2 separate regions of the Hordeum vulgare genome follow, and region 1 is linked to region 2. Evidence: chromatin contacts called from public Hi-C data. All regions are on one chromosome and are shown on one strand. The core of a region is the stretch at or near the end of the contact, and the rest is flanking DNA. Distances in the headings are between cores, read along the strand shown. Region 1 holds the start of LOC123397895 (iron-sulfur assembly protein IscA-like 2, mitochondrial). Region 2 holds the start of LOC123395562 (nucleobase-ascorbate transporter 2-like).

The links. A called contact is a pair of places that touch in the nucleus more often than the background predicts.
Region 1: a Hi-C map of leaf shows a contact between it and region 2, with 3 times the contacts expected there. The contact joins the promoter of LOC123397895 here to the promoter of LOC123395562 in region 2. A contact is called at or near these places in 3 of 6 Hi-C or Micro-C datasets (leaf and seedling) and 1 of 1 datasets of contacts at active chromatin or transcription factors (embryo).

What each region holds. Positions count from the first base shown.
Region 1 is chr5H:389,115,856-389,119,240 of MorexV3_pseudomolecules_assembly, reverse strand. It overlaps LOC123397895 (iron-sulfur assembly protein IscA-like 2, mitochondrial), which reads right to left and starts at 1,346. Exons shown (of 4, transcript XM_045092415.1): 1 at 1,027-1,346; 2 at 457-587; 3 at 184-292; 4 at 1-45. The coding sequence starts at 1,209.
Region 2 is chr5H:388,927,421-388,931,027 of MorexV3_pseudomolecules_assembly, reverse strand. LOC123395562 (nucleobase-ascorbate transporter 2-like) reads right to left here and starts at 1,750. Exons shown (of 14, transcript XM_045090576.1): 1 at 1,424-1,750; 2 at 1,005-1,289; 3 at 822-919; 4 at 535-711; 5 at 307-407. The coding sequence starts at 1,098.

The DNA.
Region 1 (3,385 bases), core at 97-2,596, 190 kb before region 2:
ACTCTTGCAGCTGCAGCCTCCAACAGCACTTGGATTGGTTGAAACCTGCACATCGTACAAACACAAATAAGAGAAAATCCCTAAGCATAAAACAGTAGGGTCGCAATTGGGTAATCTAAAAGGGTAATCTAAAATAGTGCCAGGTATTGAGCGATAGAGCCATGAATGGAATTCAAAACTAACCACGAATGCCGAGCTTATCAATTCTTCTACATAATCGACTGTTGAACCTTTCACAAAGTCATATGAGACATTGTCGACAACCAACTTAACACCATTCTTCTCGAACACCCTACAGTTAAATCGAGAACATTTGAGACATGCAATTGTACCCTGATCAGACTGTTGATAAACGTTGATGCTCCATTGCTTAACATTTCAGAGATTCCATGTCCCACTAAAAATGGCGTTGCAAACAAAGATCGTGAAACCTCAATCTGAAGCATGGCCACCAACCTATCATCAGCATTTTCCTTGTTATCCAGTGAGAAAGTGTACTGAAATCCAGAACAACCACCAGCTTCAACGCTCAAGCGTAACATGTTGCCCTTAGCAGATGGTTCTTTCGTGTGTAACTCTTTGAGTCTCTGCAGCAAGGAAATTACATGATCAGACACTGTAGGTGCTAAACTAACTGAAGAAGCAAAATACAGAACATAGAAGTATCGGAAGTGAGTAAGTGACCCATTTTCCTTACAATAACACAACAATTTTGTATACAACAGTATATGATCTGTATTACGAAACATACATAGAACTCTGCAGTCTTCATACCAAATAAGAAATTAAGAAAACTCAGAGATCCTCCCAGAATGATAACCTCGGATTTTAAACCCCTAAATTTCTACAGAGTCGTTACACAACTGAAGGAAAATATAGACAAACTCCACAGTTAAATCTTATAAAATGATGAATATCGATCCGTACAAGATCCTAAATTATATCCCCGAATTTATGGAACAATTGTCCATCGAAGCAGCAAAGCAGAGAGTAGTTACTGAAATAAAGATACCGCGAGACACCTACACGGACGCAGTTATCCGTCATGCTGACGACCTCCGGCTCCGCCGGCGCCGGCGTCTCGGTGGCGGCGGCGGTGGGGTAGGACGAGGAGGAGGTGGAGGCGGAGGCGAGGAAGCGGTTGTTGGCGCGGATGCGGCTGTTCAGCAATAGCGCGAGGCGGCGGAGTGGGGGCCTAACCGAGGCCATCGCCGCCCAATGTCGCCGCTGCTATGCGGCGCGCCTCCACGGAAATTGGGGGAACGGGAGAAGGAGCGCTGGCGGTGACGTTTTGGTGCGTGGGCTCCACGCCTCCACGCGTAGCTCTTCGTGCTTTTGCTCTGAGTTTTCTTGGAAAGATTCTTGCTCCGTGTTTCGCTTCTCTTGTGCTCCGTTTTCTTTTTTGTTCTTTTTTTGAGCTGTGCTCCTTTTCCTTGATGACCTGTTTAGTTGCAAGATTAAAAAACAAATACATGCTCCTTACAGGTTTATTTTTTTAAGGTCAAAGGCTATAGTTTTAGAAAAATGATAACGTTCACACATGTGACAGGTTTACACTTTGCCTGCACGCGTCTATTCACGTTGATTTTGTTTTGCACGAATCTTAAAAGAATATGTTGGAATTTCAGTGTCACGTAGGCATCATCGTGTGTGCGGGCGTTGCAGAGTTCGCCAACACGGCATATAACATGTGGTTGTCAGCTGTGCTATGTGGGCGAACCAATTTTTGTCCATACAGTCACCACCTATTCCACGCGCATGTGGGCGAACTACTCTTCGCTCACACGGCGCGCGCGTACGTTGCTAGATGGCAACTAGGGTTGCGCGTACGTGGCAACTACGTGAACACACATGGCAACATGATTCATTCCTAGATGGCAACTGCAACTGCGCGTACATGGCAATCAGGTAAACACACACGGCAACTATGATTAACCATACATGACAACTATGGTTGGTCCACACATGACAACTAGGTAAATACACATGACAACTATCTCCGGGTAACTATAGTTAACCAAAACAGAGAGAGTTGTCATGCTTTTACAACTTCAGTTGCCATCCCGAATAACTAAAGTTGTCACCCATGGTTACTAAAGTGTCGTATCGCGGGTAACTAAGGTAGTTGTGCCATGACGTGTGCACAGATTTGCTTCGTGCCACACACACAGATGGAGATGAGTAGTACTTGTTGGGTGTGTGGTACGAAGTAGCTAAGCTCACACGTGTGGGCAGTTCTATTGTTCGCCACACACGATTATGTGGATTGTCTTCTGTGTACGTCACACATCGTGTATGAATGGATGTCTAATATACCACATGTGTGATGAATATCAGGATTGCGCCGCCTGGAAGTGACAACATTGTCCTCTTGTCCCCCCCCCCCCCCCCGCATCGCCCTCCCCGAGCAAGGCGACCGGGGCGGTTCCCCCCTCCCCCCCTTCCCGCGAGTCGCCGCCCCCTTCCCCTCGGCACCCCGCGCAGCACCCCGCAGTCAGGCGGTGGCGGCTCCCCCTTCTTCCCCCGTCGTTGGACCCCGGCTCGGGCGAGCGGTCCTGGCGGCGGAGCCCTTCGGCCGGCGGCGTTCCGTCGCGGATCTGGACGGCGACGGTGCGGAGGCGTTGCCCCTTGGCGGCGGTGCGCAGGCGTTGCCCGTATGGGCCCGATCTGGGTCGGGGGCGGGCCTGCTGGGGGGCTGGGGTGGGTTGTTCTCCGGTGGTTCTAGCGAGCTCCTCGCGACAGGGACGGCGGCTGTTGTGCCGCAACTGGTGTAGCTTGGCGGCGGAGCTTCATGGGCCCGTTATGGGCTCGGCCGAACATTTGGTTTGGTGTGCCTCTGCTGCTATGCCCGGTCTGCTACCGCCTAAGCCGGTGGAGGTTGTTCCCTCCCTCGTGGCTGCGGTGTTGTCGATCCTTGCCTACGGATGTCTCATTTGGATCCGGCTGGCCTCGCTTCGTTGGCCGTGGTGAGACGATGGCGGTGTCCTCGTGACTGTGTTGACGCATGTTGGTGGGCGGCGGGTGTGGTGGAGCTGAAGGTTGGTCCTGGGTGGCGGGTGCGAGGGGTCGGGAGAAATCCATGTCGAGTCTTACCGGCACCAACGCGGTGATGCCTGCGGGCGCCGCCATCCTTCTTGAAGGGCCTCGGGTGACCCTCTCCCCCACTACCCTCCGTGTACCGGGAAAAATCCTAGGATTCGTCCGGGCAGTAGCGTCGTCATCGTCGCGTTCCTTCTTGAAGGTGGTGCTTGGTACACGACAACTCGGTGGCTTTGGAGCGTGGTGGTTATCTTCGGTGGGCACAGCGGTCGCGGGGTGCCATAGATTTCATTGATCCGGCGTTGTTGGCATTTTTTCTCTTATTTTCTCTTGTATTTTCTTTTGG
Region 2 (3,607 bases), core at 501-3,000:
GGCGGGAGGGACCAGGATAGTATATTAAAAAAGCAACAACAGACATCCACAATTGTTCGATGCAGAGGCCGGGGCTATGCCTCCTTTTCTAAAAAAAGATATCCACAATTGCATATTTGGTCCAGTATATGAACACATGTTAACATGGCATGCTAATTGCTAAAGTTCAAGCAAATAATCTGTCAGCTTGAGTATAAGATTTTTAACACACTAAGATTCTGACATAAGCCAAGAAATAAATGTTTGAACTTTTGGACCGAAACACCTATCATCGTCAGTTAAGGGAGAAGTGGGAGTTTCTTGTACCTCGAACATATTGCCCACAACTGGCTATAGCCAAGAATTATCTGAATGCTTGACGACACTATCAACGCACCCTGTGTCGCTCTCATTGTCTGTAGGAACCTCTGCAGATAGAACAAAAGATAAACTGAAATGCATACCATGAATATTTGCATCAGTGAGATGGCGTATTCGAGTTGCCATGGTTCTTGTTATAAGACAGAAAATGTAAAAAAATCATTTCATACTTACAGTGTGGCCATCGGCTATTTGTGCGAGCGACCGGTCATGGATAATGGAGAGGACTGGAACAACATATGCATATGAGCCGCCAATGACAGTGGGAAGACGAGTGCCAAATAGTGTCTGGAGCAGAGTCTTTATCCCAGTCACAAATAGCAGTGTCTGAACCACTTTTGCCTTGTCATGCTTTGGTAACACACAAACAAACAACATTTCAGTAAAAAATATATGTTGCAGTACCAAATTAACCAAGGAGTCTAGCAAACATAAAAAAGGGGAGAAGAGAAAGTTCTCACATCATTTCCACCCATAAGAGGAACCAACATTGTGGGGATCATCACAGCAGTTCCTAGGGACAGTATGTAATGCTGAAAGCCCAAACCAATTGCCTCTCCTGCGAGACCCACAAATATTCAGGGTAAGAAACACAGACCGATTGATCCAACATGCCAACACTTGAGGGATGCGATTACACAGACCCCAGGAAGGATTTGAGTCTATGCAGTATTCGAACCCCTGCAGCTGATCCATGGGCGGATGGTGGACCATCTCTTCCGGTTTCACTTCAGCCATTTCCCAATCGAACTGTTCCTCTGCTCAGGATGAAGATTCTTTCCGCTTGGTTGATTGAAAGGGGTAGGGGAAAGGCAGCAAAGATGCTCCTCAGAAAAAAAAATGTTAAGCTGGAAATCAAGAGCAAGAAGAAGAGTAGAGAGCAGAGAGATCAAGAAAATCAAGGAATCCTCCCAAGCTCCCAGACCAACCTGCAAAATGGACATCAACGATTTTGGGCTATCAGTTGCTGGATCAGTTCCACAACAACAAAACTGAAGAAATAGTCTGTCACTCAAGATGCTGCTAAAGCAAGCTTTGAGTGACAGACCAAGCAATTGCATACCAGGAGCCCAAGGCGGAACAGATTGCTGGCCAACGGAAGCACGGAGAAATGCCGAGAGGGGTGGATGGATGCAAGAGAGGAGAGGTCGCTCGGATGGGGGGACAAATGTCAGTAGCCGCAATGGGAATTTCGGCGAGGACGACGAAAGCGAACAAAGGCGGTTCTGCTGCCTGTTGCGTGCTTTAGTGATGTGGGATATATCAAAGGGGAAAAGATGGGAAAGGTCAAAAGAGGCAGCCATGAAAAGGCGCAGAGCGAGTGCGAGGGATGAGTGGGCAAACTGCACTCCCTCGCTACGGTACCAGGCATCGGTTTCTTTCGGGTTATTCCTCCCTAGGGTTAATGGCGGATTGGCCCGTTATAACTTCTGGGACGAAAATGGCCTCGGATCAGAGGTTTTAAGGAGGAGGGGCGCGTTGGGGCGCGTGCGCAGTAAATTGTGGTGGGTGAAAGGCTGCCCAGAATGTCGGATTTGTCGCGCGTTTATATTTTCCGTTCCGGTGTGGCGTTATCTTCAGAGAACACGTGCAATCTGATTCCCATTTGTGCAATCCGATTTTCATTTTGCTGTAGAGGATGCTATTTTATATTGTACACTTCCTTTTTTTTTAGGGGATTATATTGTACTCTTCCAATTCATATTAATTGTGTTGTTCTAGTATAACTTTACATTGTACTCTTTGTATTTAAATAATTATAATTGAAAAAAATTAGACTAGTTCTCATAAACTATAATTATTTAGATAATACTGTATATAATTAGCAAAAGGTCATGCGTTGCAGCAAAAAAAATCTTCAATGATCATGAACTTATTTTGCTGCATCATTGAAATATACTATCTTTTTAATTTCACGTAATCAAGAATATTTTCTTAACCTCGTGCACATATTTAAAAGGGGCCTGCTACGCATCCACCGGTGGATGTTTACTAAACATCCACCACTTGGAGGGCCGTCCGATCTACACGTAGCCGTCGGATCTGCTCCGGTCAGGCACCCCATAATTTCTGAAACGATGGCTGAGTTGCAGAAACTTTCGCTTTGTTGCAAGAAATAAACTTTGGACACGTTAATTCCTGAAACAACGGTCGAGTTTCAGAAACAATTTGCTTGTTGCAGGATTTTTTTTCTTCGTTTTTGCGGAAGAATTTTTTGCAACAAGGGTCATGTTTCAGAAAATTTTGCAACAAAGCTCAAGTTGCAGAACCACTACCTAGGCGGCGGGGCGGCCGGCGGGGCGGCCGGCGAGCGGCGAGCTCTAGGCGGCGGGGCGGCCGGCGAGCTCTTGGCGGCGGGGCGGGGCGGCCGGCGAGCTCTTGGCGGCGGGGCGGGGCGGCCGGCGAGCTCTAGGCGGCGAGGTGGCCGGCGGCGGGGCGGCCGGCGAGCTCTTTCCGTGGAAGCCGTCGTCGCCATGCCTGGGTTCCTCGTTCTGCAACTACTTCCAAGTTGCAGAAACAATGAAGTTGTTTCAGGAAACGGGTCACGGCTCGTCCGTCCGGCCACGTGGCGAACAAAGGAGACGGTGGACGCGAAATCAGGATCCGCCGGTGGGACGACAGCGTTTCCCTATTTTAAATCTTGAACATTTTTTAAATCCATGAATACTTACATTTTTTTCAAAAAATTATTTTATTTGCAAACTTTTTTAAAATTGTTAATACTTTTTTAACAATTTTCCTGAATGGCGGACATTTGTAGAATCGACGGTCATTTTTTTTAAAAATTGGTGGAACATATTTTAGAAATTCACAAATATTTTCTGATTTGACGAATTTATTTTTGATTTCAACAACATTTTTGAAGTTCATGATATTTTTTGAATTATCTAACATTTTATGAATTAGTAAACTATTTTATAAGTCAGGAACAGTTTTCAAATTTTCAGGATATTTTTCCTTACATGAACATATTTGAATTGGCAAAATTTTATTAACATTTTTTCATACATGAATTTTTTTAAAACTAATGAAAACTTTTGTCTTTCCCGAAAATTTGTTTTCAAAATTTTGAACATTTTTGAGTAATCGAACATTTTTATTACATAATTATGATTGTTTTATAAATCCACAAATATTTATGAATTATTAATTTTTTATTTCAAAATGCATTTAAGAAATGATCTTTTCGAAGTTCCAAATTAATTAAAGCAGAAAAAAAGAAAATGTAATAGAAATAGATAAAATT